3 separate regions of the Pan troglodytes genome follow, and regions 2 and 3 are each linked to region 1. Evidence: chromatin contacts called from public HiChIP or PLAC-seq data. All regions are on one chromosome and are shown on one strand. Each heading gives the region's core, a stretch centred on a gene start, on an enhancer-like site or on the middle of the called end of the contact. The rest is flanking DNA. Distances are from core to core; before and after follow the strand shown.

Region 1 (2,899 bases), core at 293-2,792:
GGTGATGGAAGATTGCCCCTGGCTTTGAGGATCATCTTGCTGGATGACCAGAGTTTGTTTTGCATCTGGAAGAAACATGTTCCCCCTCTTGGAGAGAACCTGGAGTCCTGGCCACACCTTCTGAGCTTCTGTCATTAAGATTCGGTGTGGTGTGTGAGCAGCTGGGAGTAAATGTGAAAACAGTCCTGCCAACTACCTTCTCTGCCCCATCACCACTCACTTCACCTCCCTCACCCTGATCCTCCCCCTAGAAAATCAATATTAAGCTTCCCTTTGGAGGGGCCCCTCTTCTTTCTTTTTTTTTTTAACCAGTTTTTTTTCTCTGAAGCAATATCAAACATTAGAACAAATTCACCCACACACAATGATGGCCTCTAAATATTTGAAGACCATGTTGGTCTCCATGAGAGGGCTTCTTTGCTTCAGACTAAACCAAACCAGGTCCTTGTGTGATATTTCCCAAGCCTCTCTTTATCCTGCCAACCCTCCTTGGATGTCACAGTTGGAATTGTCAAGGGTCACTTAACTGGCAGTGCCTGGAGTCAACACTGGCCCTCTGTTCTGGCCAGAAAGACACACTGTAATTCTGCTGAGTCTGCAAAGAATGTTCAAGGGGTATTTGTGTCCATAGCTGCTCGTGCAGCATCTCAGCCTGCAGTGTCAGACTCAAACCCAGAGCTATGTCAAATGAGCAGCTGTTAGATCAGGACTCCCCTCTGCTGCCCTTGTGCACTGGCAGGGGCACTAGGTTACTAGTGCTAGGAGACTCTGGTCAGTGCCCATCTGTGCTGTCACATGCAGGGCCCTGGCAGTGAGGTCTGGAGAAGGAAGAGAAGGGGCAGGGAACCCCACACGTTTTGCTAGTCATTTCCCACCGTGGTCCTGCCACGGGAACCCCCTTCTTCCACCTCCATTCCCCACTTTAGGCAGAAACATCTCTCATCCTTTCTTCTTTTCTCCAAGAATCTTCCCCCAAAATCTTGGCATCTCCTATACACATCTGTACCTTTGCTATATCTGTGGGCCTTGTTCTCCCTGTAGGACTCCTCTTGGAAAGCTAACTCCCCCTGACATTGGAGAATTTTATCAAATTGCTGAGTATCCTCCCTTCCCTCTCACAGACCCCATGGCATGCTCACATCACAGTAGAAGACGTTTCCTCTGCTGCCAAACCCATGGCACTCTGAGGCTCACTGTGTGCACCTCATTCCCTCAGCTGTCTTCTCTTTGCTGCTATTACCATGTTCCAAGCAGACTTTGGAGCATCTCCCCCACAGCAGCATGGACTTTGGCAGATTTCTTGGGGACCAGCGATGTCCTAACCTGTTTGCTTTTCCAAGGCTGATGTTTGCAGGGTGTTTTTTTTTTCTTTTGAACCAAAGCAGAAATCATCCTGTATCCTTATGCAATTCTTCCGGCAGGCTCCAACAGATAAATAAAGCCCACCACCCTCCATGGGTCTACCTTTCCCAGCAGAGCACCTGGGTTGGTCCCGAAGCCTCCAACCACCTGCACGCCTGCCAGGGCCTCTCTGGGGCAGCCATGAAGTCCCTCGTCCTGCTCCTTTGTCTTGCTCAGCTCTGGGGCTGCCACTCAGCCCCACGTGGCCTAGGGCTGATTTATAGACAACCGAACTGCGATGATCCAGAAACTGAGGAAGCAGCTCTGGTGGCTATAGACTACATCAATCAAAACCATCCTTGGGGATACAAACACACCTTGAACCAGATTGATGAAGTAAAGGTGTGGCCTCGGGTAAGTGGACCTGCTGTGTATGAGCTGAAATAATGTGTACGTGGAGCTCAGTCAGGTGCCTCAAAAAATCACCATCACCCAGTGCAAATGAAACCACAGAGGAGTAAATTCTCTGATTTCTTCCCAGGAGTGAGGGAAGGGGCAGGCAGAGGGCAAGAGAGGAGACATTCTGTACGGCAGTCATGGGTGTCAGGAGGGAGCTGGGTGGGGTGTGGGGTGGTGTGCGGAAGAAAAAGTGCTTCAAATGGTAGTTTGCAGATCACAGACGGAAAGTGTAACTTGCTGGAAAAACTAGGACCCAAGAGACCAGCTCCTAGTTGCCAAGTTACCACTGGCTGAAAATCACGTATCTGTCTTTGGTTTGGTTTCTCTCTAACAAAGACTGAGAATGAATAAAACTAGCATCTGGCAGATGCCTACTATATGCCAGGCCCATTCACATAGATTATCTCATTTACTCTTTCCCGGTCCTGCCTCCTGGTGCTGTGTGATACATATATTGTTCTCGTCTTACCCAAGAGGAGACCAAGACTCTGTTGTGTGTGTGTGTGCGGTTGTTTTGTTTTTGTTTTGTTTTGTTTTGTTTTGGTCCAAAATCATATAATTACTAAGTCTTCAGGCTGGGATTTGATTCCATATCTGTGTTCCTTCTTCTACACAAACTGCCTCCCAAAGAGAGTTACCCACATCCCAGAGAGAAGTCTTGGCATAAACACAATTCACCTCCTCACACACTAGACAGGAAACCAACGCAGCTTGAAGCCAGTGACAAGAAAAATCAAGCTGGAAATATGCCTCGGGGATCAGTCAAGAGATTTGGAGAGGTGGAAAGAAGCTGTCTGTCTACTGCCTGTTTTGAAATTAGATTTATTTCTGATTAAGGACAATTCTTTCAGCAAATATGTATTACAAGCCTTCCTTGGACAAGAACCAGAGATATTAGGATGAACCATATAAAACTGCCATTTTTCTATATCAAAAGCAACCAAATATTGGCCGTTTTAATGGTTCAACCTAATACGGTGGTGAAAAAGGCATAATATGTGCCCACAAGAGCTTACAACCTAGGTTGGAAAATAAGGTCAACAACAGGAAGCCTGGACCGACTGACGACTGCCATCCGTCTCACAAAGAGACAACATAT
Region 2 (2,997 bases), core at 126-2,625, 170 kb after region 1:
TTCGAACATTACAGAGGGATGAATGAGGAGCAGTACCACTGGACTGAGGGCCTGGCCCACTTTGCCATCTTGGTATTCTTAATCTTTGTCCTAGTTCCTGGCACGATAAGAATTTTCAAATAAATAAATAATTTTTGTATTAAAAAAGTAGTATTTAGAACCGAATATCTTCTATAATATAGAAAATTGAGTCAGCTTTCCCAGTAATGATTCTTTAAGTTGGCCTTCTGAAATATGAGAAAATGTTACCCTGATAGTCTCGATGATATTTTGCACCATGGGTAGGGTTGTAATTTAAAGTTAAATGACTACATATATTGTTTTTTGTTTTTGTCGAGGGACCTGAGATGGGGCTAATTGAAAACGTCTGGAGCTTAAAGACCCGTGCAGTTTACGCAGCAAGGATATTATTGCTCTGAATTTCAATAAATCAACATTTCACTATATATCGGCAAAGTCTACAGCCTTTAAAAAATGACCAATATAGACGGAATCAAAACCGATTTAGTCCCAAAGCGGCACAGAGCTGTATCTGCCAAAGCGTCCATTTAAATTCGTGCGTTCCAAGGAAAATTACTGCTTAGTTTCTATCCATTTGCAAAAGTTTATGATTTTTTCAGGCATTCCTCACACCTGTTAGGTTAAAATCAGTAACACTCTTAAAAAGAAAGCGAGAGACCGGAAATGATATGAGAATAGAATTGGCCACTCCAGAGACATCTGCAAATGACACTCCATTTTTTCTTCTCGCGCTGCAAAATGTACCGGTAAACCGGACTTTCCGGGACTCGCTGGGTGGCCGACATTTTCCCTAGCAGGAATTTTACGTTTCCAAGATCTCAATGGATGTTAACGGTCGGGCTAAATGCCAGGCAGGTCTTCATTGTCGAATTAAACAGCGGTGGGAGCAAGCGGAATAACCGAGTTCCCCTCCCGCACCTGAGTGCCGGCAGCGAGCCGCGAGCCGGGACCTGTCACCCGCGGGAAGCCCCGGCCGCCCGACGAACAGCATCTCCGGTTTCCGCCTCCGGCTCCGGCGCGGCTCCCCCGGCCCGCCTCTGCGTCAGGGACGCGGAAACCCCGTAGGAGCAGGGCGGGCGGGGAAAGCGAGGTTTAACTAACTCCGCAGCGATATTCTTCCGCCGCGAGGTAAAGAGTCCAAACCCAACCCCGGGCCCTAGGATTTCCAGCGACCTGTAATATCGAGAAATTACCACATTTGGATTTTTCTACCAACTTGCTTAGGATTTTATCCGAGGTAACGACCCCAGGATCACAATTTTGTAGCTGACCGAAGCACGGCGAGAAAATTCCTCCGCAAGAAACGGGTTCCGGCCACGAGCCTATAAAAAACGGGTGGCTGGGCGCTGCTGTCTTTTCAGTCGGGCGCCGAGTGGTTTTTCGGATCATGTCTGGTGGCTCCGCGGATTATAACAGGTATGCAGTCTGTCGGCGGTCGCGGTCTGTAGTGAAGGTCATAGGGCGCCAGGGGAGATGATAGTGGATGGCACGGAGGCAAAAACTCTAAATTAATGGACGTTTTCTTAGGGTACAGCACTCCTGTGCTCTTCCAGAAGCTTCCATGATGGGTAGGGCCCGGATTGTGGGGAGATAGGACGATGGTGCGAAAGCAGTGGCTAAAGGGCGTTTTTCCTCCCTAAGAGATTACGAAACTTCGGCTGCTTCCCTTCCCAGTGTAGAGCACGGGAAACATGCAGTAAAAAGCCGTGGCGCAGTCCGAGTTCGGTACAGTGTAACCAGGACCCGAAGCTTTATTTTGGGTCATCCACACGAGTTGGGGGAGGGTCCTAGGCTTTACTTGGGGAACGGTTGGAGGCAGCGGTCTCCACTCGGCCACGGCGCGGAGGCGACGGGACAGGACCGGTGCCGGTGAACCGTTGGCATCGCCCTCGCCAGGCCGCTCCGCCCGCGTCAATCACCCGGCTTGCGCATTGTTGGGGGCGGAGTTCGGCGCTCCGAGCTCTCGCGAGACGCTCCGCAGTTGAAACGGGATCGCCATGCGCTCGGGCCCGGGGGGCTGCCTTTCCGGGCATCCGCAGGCCCCAACCTTTAGGGAAGGCGCACAGTGTGATATTCGCCCTGCGGCTGCTGCTTTAGCTTGTGCAGGGGAGGGTAACGTGCTGAGACGGGTTGCAAAGGGCTGTCCGCTTAAGGTGCAGTTGAGGTGGCTTGGAAGGGGTGTCTGACTGCAGTATTCTTGTCAGCAGAGAACATGGCGGCCCAGAGGGAATGGACCCCGATGGTGTCATCGAGGTAAGAAACGGTTGTGGATCTTGAAGCTTTGGAAAGGTGAGTGTGTTCATCTCATTTATGCGTGCATTATTTTTTCTAACTTACAGAGCAACTGGAATGAGATTGTTGATAACTTTGATGATATGAATTTAAAGGAGTCTCTCCTTCGTGGCATCTATGCTTACGGTTTTGAGAAGCCTTCCGCTATTCAGCAGAGAGCTATTATTCCCTGTATTAAAGGTAAAAGAAACTGGCATTTTTAGGAAATTGTTCTACATAGACATGAACCATAAAAGGGAAAGTAACCTCTGGGGGACTAGCACCTGTTTGTATTCCTTAAAGTGAAATGATGGCAATCATCTTTCGGGACTGACCTGAAATGAAGAGAATACTCATTGCTGATCACTTGATTATTTGGGCATAATTAATGTTCCAAATGGAATACATGGTGTGAAGTAGAAGTGACAATTTGATGTGGGATCGGTAAATGTGTATCCTACTTTTTTTAGGGTATGATGTGATTGCTCAAGCTCAGTCAGGTACTGGCAAGACAGCCACATTTGCTATTTCCATCCTGCAACAGTTGGAGATTGAGTTCAAGGAGACCCAAGCACTAGTATTGGCCCCCACCAGAGAACTGGCTCAACAGGTATTGATAGTGTAGTTCAAAAAAACTGCTTGCGTGTTGCATAGGTTTCAGGTTTCACAACTGTGAAGAATTTAAAACTTAGTATAAATTGGTCC
Region 3 (2,784 bases), core at 84-2,583, 200 kb after region 1:
GGTCTGGAACTCCTGGGCTCAAGTAATCCTCCTGCCCTGGCCTCCCAAAGTGCTGGGATTACAGGTGTGAGCCATCGCGCCTGGCCAGGGACCTATTTTAATGGCAGAGTCAATGCTTACCTACCTTCAGAGACTTTCTGTGGGGAAGGGAAGGTGGGGGACTCTGTTGTTAAAATAGAAACAGCTGTTTTTCTCATAACACACTCACTTGAAGAAATCAAAACAATGCATAAAAGCATGAGAGATTTAAAAAAGTAATACAAAATCCCACCCAGAAGGTAACTATTTCTAACATGCAGGTAAACATTCTTCCAGGCTGTTTTCAGGGATAAAAAGCATCATTAGCTCGCCTGAAAAGTCCCCGGTTAATTCTATTTTTTTCACTGCTACATGCCCTGGTGCCTAGAACAGTGCCTGGTACATGGTAGATGCTCCGTAATATTTGGTGAATGAATTACCATCTATGATACCCGGTTTCCTTTTCTGTTAAAGGAGCTAAGGCCTATTCCACAGGACAACTGAGTTAAATAAAAGAATGTATGCAAATACATAGTTCCTTGCTTGGCATATGGGGATATGCTCAATAAAATAAATTTTTAATATCTGTTAGCAGCCAAGGTTTTTATAACGTTACTGGATTAGTCCATCCCTGCCTCGGGCTGTTAAACATTAATACAGCCCAAAGCCGGGGTCTGCAAGATGCTGTCCGGAACCACCATTTCACCAAAGGGCGCGGCCAGGGCATGAAAGGGCCACTAGGCTGGGGCCCCGAAGGAGGTGGAAGACCTCACAAGGGCATCAAGGGCAGGAGTGGGGAAGGCGAAGCGGGCTTGCAGTTCCTCCAGCAGGTTACCAGTTAGCCTGGCTTCTCGTGCAGGTCACCGCCGCCGGCTCGTTCCTCAGGTTTCCTCGATACAAAAAGGACGAGATGGTCTCGAAGTCTTAGCTCCGTCACCTAATCTGAGAATAACGGGCCCAGGAGACTTACGATCACTGATGTCCCCACAGTCGCCTCAGTTCCCGCCACGGAACGGCGGGCGAAAAGCAGGGCGGGAATACGCCGGTAGGAATACGCGGGCACGTAACGCGTCACTTCCGGTCCTGGGGCGCGCTGCTTGCGGAGGGAGTTTGCGCGTATACGGTTTTATTTAAGCAGGTGATGAGCCAGCCGGACTTTCAGGCAGAACTGGACTGGAACAGGCATGGTCTAGGAGGTGTCCCTGTCCCGGTGCATTGCTCCCACTTCAGACGTGAGCGCGACCCTCCCGGAAGGAGTAGAGGTCGCGCGGGCACGGCGCTGGGGCCGCTTACCTGGCAGGCTCAGCAATGAGGGCGGGGCGGCGGCGCGCGGGCCTCTGGAACCCTGCCGGTCCACCGAAGGTCCCGAGCCCGCTATCTTCGTAGGTGCGGGCCTCCGGAGGTGCAGGTCCCTGTCCTCCTTGTCCTGCTTCGTCGCAGAGCAGAACGCATGTGCTTTAAGGGCAGAGACATCTGAAGATGCCTTGCCTTGCCCTTTTGAGGACACGTGGCTTTTACTTCTAATAGTGTCTGCGTGTTGTGGAGAGAGAAGACCATGCAGCTGTGGACATCTATTATAATTCCTGAGCCCCACTTAGAAATCTGGAAGTGAAGGCGTTCAATAAAAGTTAAAGGACTGATAATCATGTTTAGCCCCACCAAGGTTCATGCACAGTGGGTTCTAGGCTGGTGTCTGAGCCCACTGCTTTTATCTCTTCCAAGTACTTGGTTTAGCTCTGAAATGCTCCTTAATCCTATTGAAACCTGACCCTTCTCAAAGGCCACCTTCTCTACTGGTCTTTACTAATTACTAACCCATAGGGTTGTTCCGGGTCTTTTCAAATGACTGTTTTGTTTGGCACAAACTCAGCATGATATCCATTGTTAACTTTGTACGTTTTTTTCATTTATCTTGCAACAAATGCTTACGGAATGTCCACGCACTGTGCTAGATGCCTGCAGATACAGCAGGGAAAACGCTCGAAGATGCCCTCAAGTAGCTTTACAGACTAGGAGAGTGACAGACAATGTGATGTGTGGTTATGCAGAGGAAGTAGGGGGCTGTGAGAACTTACATCCCAGGCCTAACCTAATCAAGGGTTTAACCAAAGTAAGGATGCTTATGCTACTTTGTAATTTCCACAGGGTCTGATACAATCTCTGGACAGTATAAAAAACACACAGGTTATCTATCTGGTCACCGGTTTACATTACCATAACTTATCAAACTGTATACTTAATGCTTGTATATTTTATTGTATGTAAATTATACCACAATACAGTTGATAAAACAAGATCTATGAAAATAGATGGTATCCATTTGCTACCTGAAGGAACAGCACAACCACAGAGAGGGGGATGTTATGATCTCATTTAACAGACAAGTTGGGCTGGGCACGGTGGCTCATGCCTGTAATCACAGCACTTTGGGAGGCTGAGGTGGGCGGATCACCTGAGGTCAGGAGTTCAAGACCAGCCTGGCCAACATGGTTAAACTCCATCTCTACAAAAATACAAAAATTAGCCAGGTATGATGGCGAGTGCCTGTAATCCCAGCTACATGGGAGGCTGAGGCAGGAGAATCGCTTGAACATGGTAGGTGGAGGTTGCAGTGAGCTGAGATCGTGCCATTGCATTCCAGCCTGGTGACAGAGCGAGACTCCATCTCAAAAACAAACAAAAAAAAAACAGACAAGCTGATGGATAAGTGGTCTTTGTCCATTTTGGCTGCTATAGCAAAATACCATAGATTGGGTGGCTTATAAA

The links. HiChIP or PLAC-seq counts read pairs in DNA pulled down with a chosen protein or histone mark.
Region 2: an H3K4me3 HiChIP or PLAC-seq map of stem cell-derived excitatory neurons shows a contact between it and region 1, with 7 times the contacts expected there. The contact joins the promoter of EIF4A2 here to the promoter of AHSG in region 1. A contact is called at or near these places in 1 of 1 datasets of contacts at active chromatin or transcription factors (stem cell-derived excitatory neurons) and 1 of 1 other capture datasets (stem cell-derived neural stem cells).
Region 3: an H3K4me3 HiChIP or PLAC-seq map of stem cell-derived excitatory neurons shows a contact between it and region 1, with 4 times the contacts expected there. The contact joins the promoter of RFC4 here to the promoter of AHSG in region 1. A contact is called at or near these places in 2 of 7 Hi-C or Micro-C datasets (blood and stem cell-derived neural progenitor cells), 1 of 1 datasets of contacts at active chromatin or transcription factors (stem cell-derived excitatory neurons) and 1 of 1 other capture datasets (stem cell-derived neural stem cells).

The regions. Positions count from the first base shown.
Region 1 is chr2:189,792,978-189,795,876 of NHGRI_mPanTro3-v2.0_pri, forward strand. It overlaps AHSG (alpha 2-HS glycoprotein), which reads left to right and starts at 1,543. Exons shown (of 7, transcript NM_001009098.1): 1 at 1,543-1,755. The coding sequence starts at 1,543. The region is part of intron 2 of LOC107970865 (a long non-coding RNA gene); the gene reads right to left.
Region 2 is chr2:189,967,828-189,970,824 of NHGRI_mPanTro3-v2.0_pri, forward strand. It overlaps EIF4A2 (eukaryotic translation initiation factor 4A2), which reads left to right and starts at 1,376. Exons shown (of 11, transcript NM_001246518.2): 1 at 1,376-1,437; 2 at 2,229-2,274; 3 at 2,361-2,493; 4 at 2,763-2,902. The coding sequence starts at 1,409. LOC112208879 (small nucleolar RNA SNORD2) reads left to right here and starts at 2,593; the gene lies at 2,593-2,661.
Region 3 is chr2:189,991,101-189,993,884 of NHGRI_mPanTro3-v2.0_pri, forward strand. It overlaps RFC4 (replication factor C subunit 4), which reads right to left and starts at 1,334. Exons shown (of 11, transcript XM_003310161.6): 1 at 989-1,334.